2 separate regions of the Mus musculus genome follow, and region 1 is linked to region 2. The links are chromatin contacts, called in public Hi-C maps. All regions are on one chromosome and are shown on one strand. The core of a region is the stretch at or near the end of the contact, and the rest is flanking DNA. Distances in the headings are between cores, read along the strand shown. Region 1 holds the start of Ergic2 (ERGIC and golgi 2). Region 2 holds the start of Golt1b (golgi transport 1B).

Region 1 (2,943 bases), core at 174-2,673, 5.8 Mb before region 2:
TACATGTGAACCTTAGAGAGTAATATTAGTTTCTCTTTTGTTATTAACTAGCTAAAGCTTGTCCCCAATCTACGGAGAATTAAAAGGATGTCATAAAAATATAGTTTGAGCATTTTAACCCTACTCCTAAACCTCTCTTCAATAAATGAAACATAATGGGATGGAGTCTCTAAAAAGCAGACTGTTTCCCATATATTATGCCACCAATAATATGAAAATTAACCTATAAAGTCAGGCAGGTCTTCCTGGCAATGTAGTTCAGTGGTACAGCTTCACTTGTATCAGGCTCCAAATCTGATGCCAAGCACCAGACAAAACAACAAAACGAAGCAAAGAAAGAGAAGCATTAAAGAAAACCAGAGAAGCTAAATGATTGATTCATTGGTTAAGAAGTTTCACTCTTCGGGAAAAATTAACTTTTATGCTTGTTAGCTTTTAAAATTGTTTTTCTAAAAATAGCAGGGTCAAATTATTTAGTTTTGCTATGTTGTGAAACCCAACTCTCAGGGGGATCGTTATTACTCTAAAGGAAACGTGCCCTGGAGACAAAGGATCAGGTGTAACTAAATGAACAACAGTCCTGCCTTTATCCAAGCTACAGCCTATACACTGTAGACCTGGGTATGGAGACGACAGGGAGGAGCTGCCGATAGATTACAAGTGAGGTAAGTTTGCATTTTAGACATGTATCAACACATTATTATGCCCATTTGACAGATGAGGGGATAGAGATACAAAGAAATGCAATATGCTCAAAGTCACGATATTAACAAGTTAGATTGGATATTTAATTTAGGTAATCTTGGCTTGAGGCTGTGTTTATTATCCACGAACCTTAAGTCAAATAGGAATTTATGATTAATTGGAGTAGTCTTGAAAGTCTGGAGATTAAATTGCCACCAGAGTGCATGCATTTGTCCTTGGTTTGAAGGATGAGGGTCTCTTTTCAGTAAAGGAGTATACACACAGTCAATCTGTAGTCAAGATCTCCCAGCCTGTTTCTCTTTGACAGCTCTTAACTACTCTTTACCTCCCTCTTAAAACTCAAACCCTTACCTACTAACCAAGTAAATAGTGGTATTTCTTGGCAATAGTATTGTGAAGATTAGAGAAAACAGTGCTTTCTGTGTAGACATTCGTCATAAGTACGCTTTCCTTAAAACTGTTTTTAAACCACAACGCGTGCCTGTAAAATTTGGTAGCAAATGGGTAGGACGGGAGCTTGAGTGGGTTCCTCTCCAGCATTTCGGAGCCAACTTTTTTTCCAAAGCCCCTCTATTCCGTCCTGTGCTGTGAAGGGCCATGAGCACACACTGTCGGGCTTTCTTGCGTAGCTTACTTTTAGGGAATCCTTAAGCACACTGACCGAATAATCGAAACCGTTCTCCACGCCCGACAAGGGAGGTTTAGGTGTTGTAGACCGGAATAAATGAAGACGCAAAGCCGGAGGCCTCTCAACCACCTGAGCTGCAGTGTGGCCGGCGCCTTAAGGTGGCTGGTGATCACTTCCGGTCTGTAGTGCGGAGCGCCGTTCCAGTCGGTTTGTCTCGGGGTCAGGCGGAAGGTAACTTCCCCTTCCTGGAAAGGGACCGGCCTCCTATTTTCACTTAGTTTCCACGTAGCCACGCCCCTTTCAGGTTGACCGCGCCGCTTGATTAGATCACATACCGTCAACGCGGAAAGTATCGCGAGTTCTCCATTTGCGCTCCCTTCGGACATGGTCAGCCGTGAGAGTTGCTCTTGTTCTCGCGAGATCTTCGTGTGCGCCGGGCTCGGGCGACCCGGGCTTCTGTGAAACATGGCGGTCGGCTGGGACCGTACCACTAGGTAAGACGCTAAAACCCTGCCGGGGCCGTTTCCTTCGGCGGTTACGGGCGGACGGGGACCTGGGCGCGGCTGAGGGGGCTCCCAGGCCTGGCACTGGCCTGTACTCGTCGCGGCTCTGCGGAGCAGCTGGCCGCGGAGCCGCTCCGCTGCCCGGGGGCGTTCCTGCCGAGTGCCGCCGGCGTCCGCGCCCGCGGCCAGGGAGCTTCGGTGATCGGCCGCGCCCTTCGTTGTCTCGTCCAGGCTGTCGTGGACAGCAGCGACCCTGCCAGCACCGTGGTCACTCTCGCCGTAAATTAAAAGCCGGGCCTAGAGAGGGGCCGGGGCGGGCGCAGACGCCGAGGCAGGTGGTGTGTGTGTGTCCCGTTTGTCAGCTGTTGACCCATCCAGGGGATGACGGCTCAGCTCCTGATACGGGACCGCCGTGGGTATCGTAGACGAGATCTCGGAGATCTACGGGCAAACGTGTCATTAACTTTAGGCGTGCAATTCGGTGCCCTAGGCTATAGGCAAGTAACAGCTGTTTCGGTGTTTCGAGATAGGCTTTCGTTCGGAAGCAATTAAAGATAGTTAAATTAGGCATTCTTCATTGGTTTGAAGTTGTAATTCCGAATTTCACTTCTCCAACCTCCAGTGTACGTCCGTACCTAAAGAAACGAGTGTGCTGCTGCCTTGCGGAAGGTCTCTTTGCCTACCTTTCTTATTAGTTAACCTTAAGTTACTATTCCAGCTTGTAGAGGAAGATCCTGAGAAATAGAAATTCCATGCTTTTGTAGTGAGGGTCCTGGGAAGCAGCTTTCTTTCAGATAGTAAACTTGACTGCTTTGCTGAGTATTACACCTGATTTCACTTCGGAGGTACACATTAAAGAAACATGGCAAGTTAGAGGACTTCTGAAAGGAAGTCACTGTAGTCTAGAACATGAACAACAAAGATTTACAAAACAGCATTTATTTTCACCAGGGTTTGCCATTTAAATAATTCATTTTTAAACAGAAGTTGGTTTTAGACTGTGTGTGCTACAAATTCTTTTTAATAGTTTTCCTAGATTTTAATTTGGTGTTTTAATGACAGCTTGTCTTTTGACTTTTGTGCCCTAGTTTCCTCACCAATAAAATG
Region 2 (3,129 bases), core at 325-2,824:
TAAACGTGTAAGTAAGAAAAGCTGCTCTTCTGGATCCAAGTTGGTTTCCAGCACCCACACCAGGCAGCTAAAAACCGTCTGTAACTATAGCTCCAGGAGGATCCTGTGACTCTGGTCCCCACATGCATGTTAAAAAAACTCATTTAAACAAGCAATTAAGATCACTCTTGTCTATATAACTACATGTTGCACTAAACTGAAACAGGTTCACAAGACTTAGTGACAGTAGGGAAAAAAGGGACACTTTTATTTCTGACTAGAACCAAAGGAGCCTGACTGGACCAATAGACAACACCCCTGGGCTAGAGAAGGTAGCTGTGCAGTCCACAGTAAGACAGAGGGGACTGCCAGGGTGTGGAGGGACTCATAAAGCACCTGTGACACTCCAGTGTGCCACAACTTGAATCTAAATCTTCAAACTCCACTTGAGAATAACTTCAAGGAAGGTTTTTGTTTCACTTCAGTGGGATGTTAGAATCTTGAAAAGCTAAGGTGAATATAGTTTGAAGAAACAAAGTTCATGGTAATGAGCAAAAGTGAGGCAAAAAGAGGTCATACCCATAAAGATATCTTTAAAAAGTAACCAGCTTGGGTAGAATTTATAAATAGAAAAATAATTAAGATTGATAAGAAAACATAGAAAAATGAAGTCACAGAGAAAACGATGGAGATAGGGATAACGCTCTGCTAGTCTGCAGAAACATTTGGCTGAGATGCTCTAATCTCTGGGGCTACAAAAAAAAAAAAAAAGGCAAGACTGAAGACTGCAAAGCTGGTCAGAATGATGAGATAGGCAGAAACAGGATGCTAAAATAGAACACGCCACGAAGTACAGAATACAACACTAATAAAGAAATCCTTTCCCAGTACAGACAGGCAGAGTCCTTCATGCTTGTAATCTCATAACTTTAGAGACCGGGGCAGGATTACAAGTGGGAAGGCTAGCACTGACACAATGAGCGCAAGGCCAGCCTCGTTAACCTACAGTGTGATCCTGGCTCCTAACCCAGAAATCTAAACCATCGAAGTCAATGCTCAGAGCACAAAGTGACTTTTTAACATTAGTAAACTTGGTTGAAACTTAAACGAGCGGAAAACCGAAGTCCTTGTTAAGGGAATTTTGGGTAGGTAGGTAACAGTGGAGTCTGATCACGGCTCTCTACGCCCCCAGCCCACCCCAGCCTTGCAGGCGCTCCGCGCGGGCGGACAGTCCCATTCCCGCCACCCCGGAAACTTGGTCCGACGGCTGTTCCGTGGGACAGAGCACGGGTGCCACCGGGGCGAAGGCGGCGGCGGCACTTGGGCCGAGGCAGGTCGGCGGTCCTCCCGTCACGGCCCCCTCCCTCCCGCGGGCCGCCGCCCCACGCGCGCTCGCTCCATTCATTGCGGGGCGGAGCAGAGGCTGAGGCGGGAGCACCGGCCAACGCTGGGGCCCGGCAGCGCTTACTCTGCGTATCCGTGAGGGAGATCATGGTGGCGGCGGCGAGGACCGCGGTGCTTCGGGGCCCACGCTGCGAAGCCTGGTCCGGAGAAGAGCCTCGGCGACGCCGCCCGGGCCCGAGCCGCCACGTCTTCCGGAAACACGCAGCCGCCGCCGCCGGGCCGCAAGGCCGCGCTCCATTGGCTGCAGCGAGACCAATAGCACGCGCTCTTGTTCGGATGTGCACCCGGACGCCGCACCACGCAGCCAATCAGAGAAGGCAATGGCTTGTGATTGGTGGAGGGGGCTGATCCGGAAGGGTGGGCGCTGCATGCCGGGCGGCGGGAAGGTTTTTACGCGCGGAGCGGCTGACAGGTTCGTGGTGGTGCCGGTTCCGGCGCGTGGGTCCGCGGCTGTCTGCTGGGCGGATAGGAGCTGGGCGTCGTCTCTGCCATCGCTTTCAGGAGCCCTGGTCGCCGCAGCTTGCGCTTCTGCCTCGTCTGTGGAGCCGGCGGGGTGGAGGGATGCGCTCAGGGTTAGCGTGCGTTTTCCTTCCGCACTGATGACAGTGGACCTGGTTCACGTTTTTTGACTGACAGACCTCTTTGTAACTTAGTTCTTGGATATATTTCGTGCTACGCTATGTTTTGCTGTGAAGTTGCCTAATTTAGGCAAGGGGTAGGTTATTGGCAGCAAAGTCCAAAAATATATATATATTTGAAGTAGTGGCAGGAAATGAACTTAGACCGAATCTCTCCTAAGCGAAGAGAAAGCGCCTGTTTTTAGGTTCCGGAAAAGGCATTTTTTTTTTTCTAGGCTGTTTACAAAAGTGAAGAGATTCAGGCTCTGCCATGATACAGGACCTTAGAGTCCATGGGCAGAATAGTATCAGTCTAGGAAGTGATAAGGAGATGTTCTCATACGTGAGGAAGGAGGAGTCTTGATTTAAACCCATCCTTAAATGTCCGTTAGTTTTGTCCTTACTCTTTAATCAGGGCTTATCTGTCTTAACAGCCATGCACAGGAAGGGTACAAATTCGATAAAGGAAACAGTTCAAGTGAGAATAGGCGGGTGCAGAATCTGTCTTTGGAGAGCACTCTTAGGTTTAGCAAATATAAAATTAAGCAATATATAACACACTTTCAAACGTTTGTTTTTTGCTTTTATGTAATGGTGACAGATTGTCATTGATTGAGCAAAAAAGTTGTTCACAACAGTTCATGAACACAATGAGGTCCTTGGCCCCTAACACAGAAAACTAAAACACCACCCCAAAAAAAAGCCTGTGTTCTGAGTACGAATGACTTTAAAATTAGCAAACTGTTGAAACTTAAATAGGCAGAAAACCTAAGTTCTTCCAAGGGAATTTTGGGCAGGTTACACGTCTACCCAAATAATTACTAAAAATACAAAATTAAGCAAAATATAACATGCTTTCTAATTTTGTTTTTATGTAATGGTAACAGATTGTCATTGAGCAAACATAACAGTTTGGGGAGTTAAATGTTCAGGCCAAGTTTTAATCTTTAAATTTTAATATAAGTCATGTTTCCTTCCACTTGTAACTGTCCCAGATTCTTTTAAGCCAAAAGAGTACTAGTGTGTACCTCACCCCCCCTCTGCAAGTGAGCAAATTTTATAGAGAAATGGAGTAAGCTCCCGCAGAAGAGAGGAGGCTCTGGAAATTATTTACTTAGAATATTAATTT

What was found. Hi-C and Micro-C count contacts between places; a contact is called where the count stands out from the background.
Region 1: a contact with region 2 is called in a Hi-C map of erythroblasts, with 15 times the contacts expected there. The contact joins the promoter of Ergic2 here to the promoter of Golt1b in region 2. A contact is called at or near these places in 5 of 484 Hi-C or Micro-C datasets (B cells, CD4 T cells, CD8 T cells and 2 more).

The regions. Positions count from the first base shown.
Region 1 is chr6:148,210,854-148,213,796 of GRCm38.p6, reverse strand. It overlaps Ergic2 (ERGIC and golgi 2), which reads left to right and starts at 1,423. Exons shown (of 14, transcript NM_026168.4): 1 at 1,423-1,827. It overlaps 4732416N19Rik (RIKEN cDNA 4732416N19 gene), which reads right to left and starts at 1,509. Exons shown (of 2, transcript NR_015615.1): 1 at 1,367-1,509.
Region 2 is chr6:142,385,688-142,388,816 of GRCm38.p6, reverse strand. Golt1b (golgi transport 1B) reads right to left here and starts at 1,574. Exons shown (of 5, transcript NM_025872.4): 1 at 1,448-1,574. The coding sequence starts at 1,472. It overlaps Recql (RecQ protein-like), which reads left to right and starts at 1,730. Exons shown (of 15, transcript NM_023042.3): 1 at 1,730-1,795.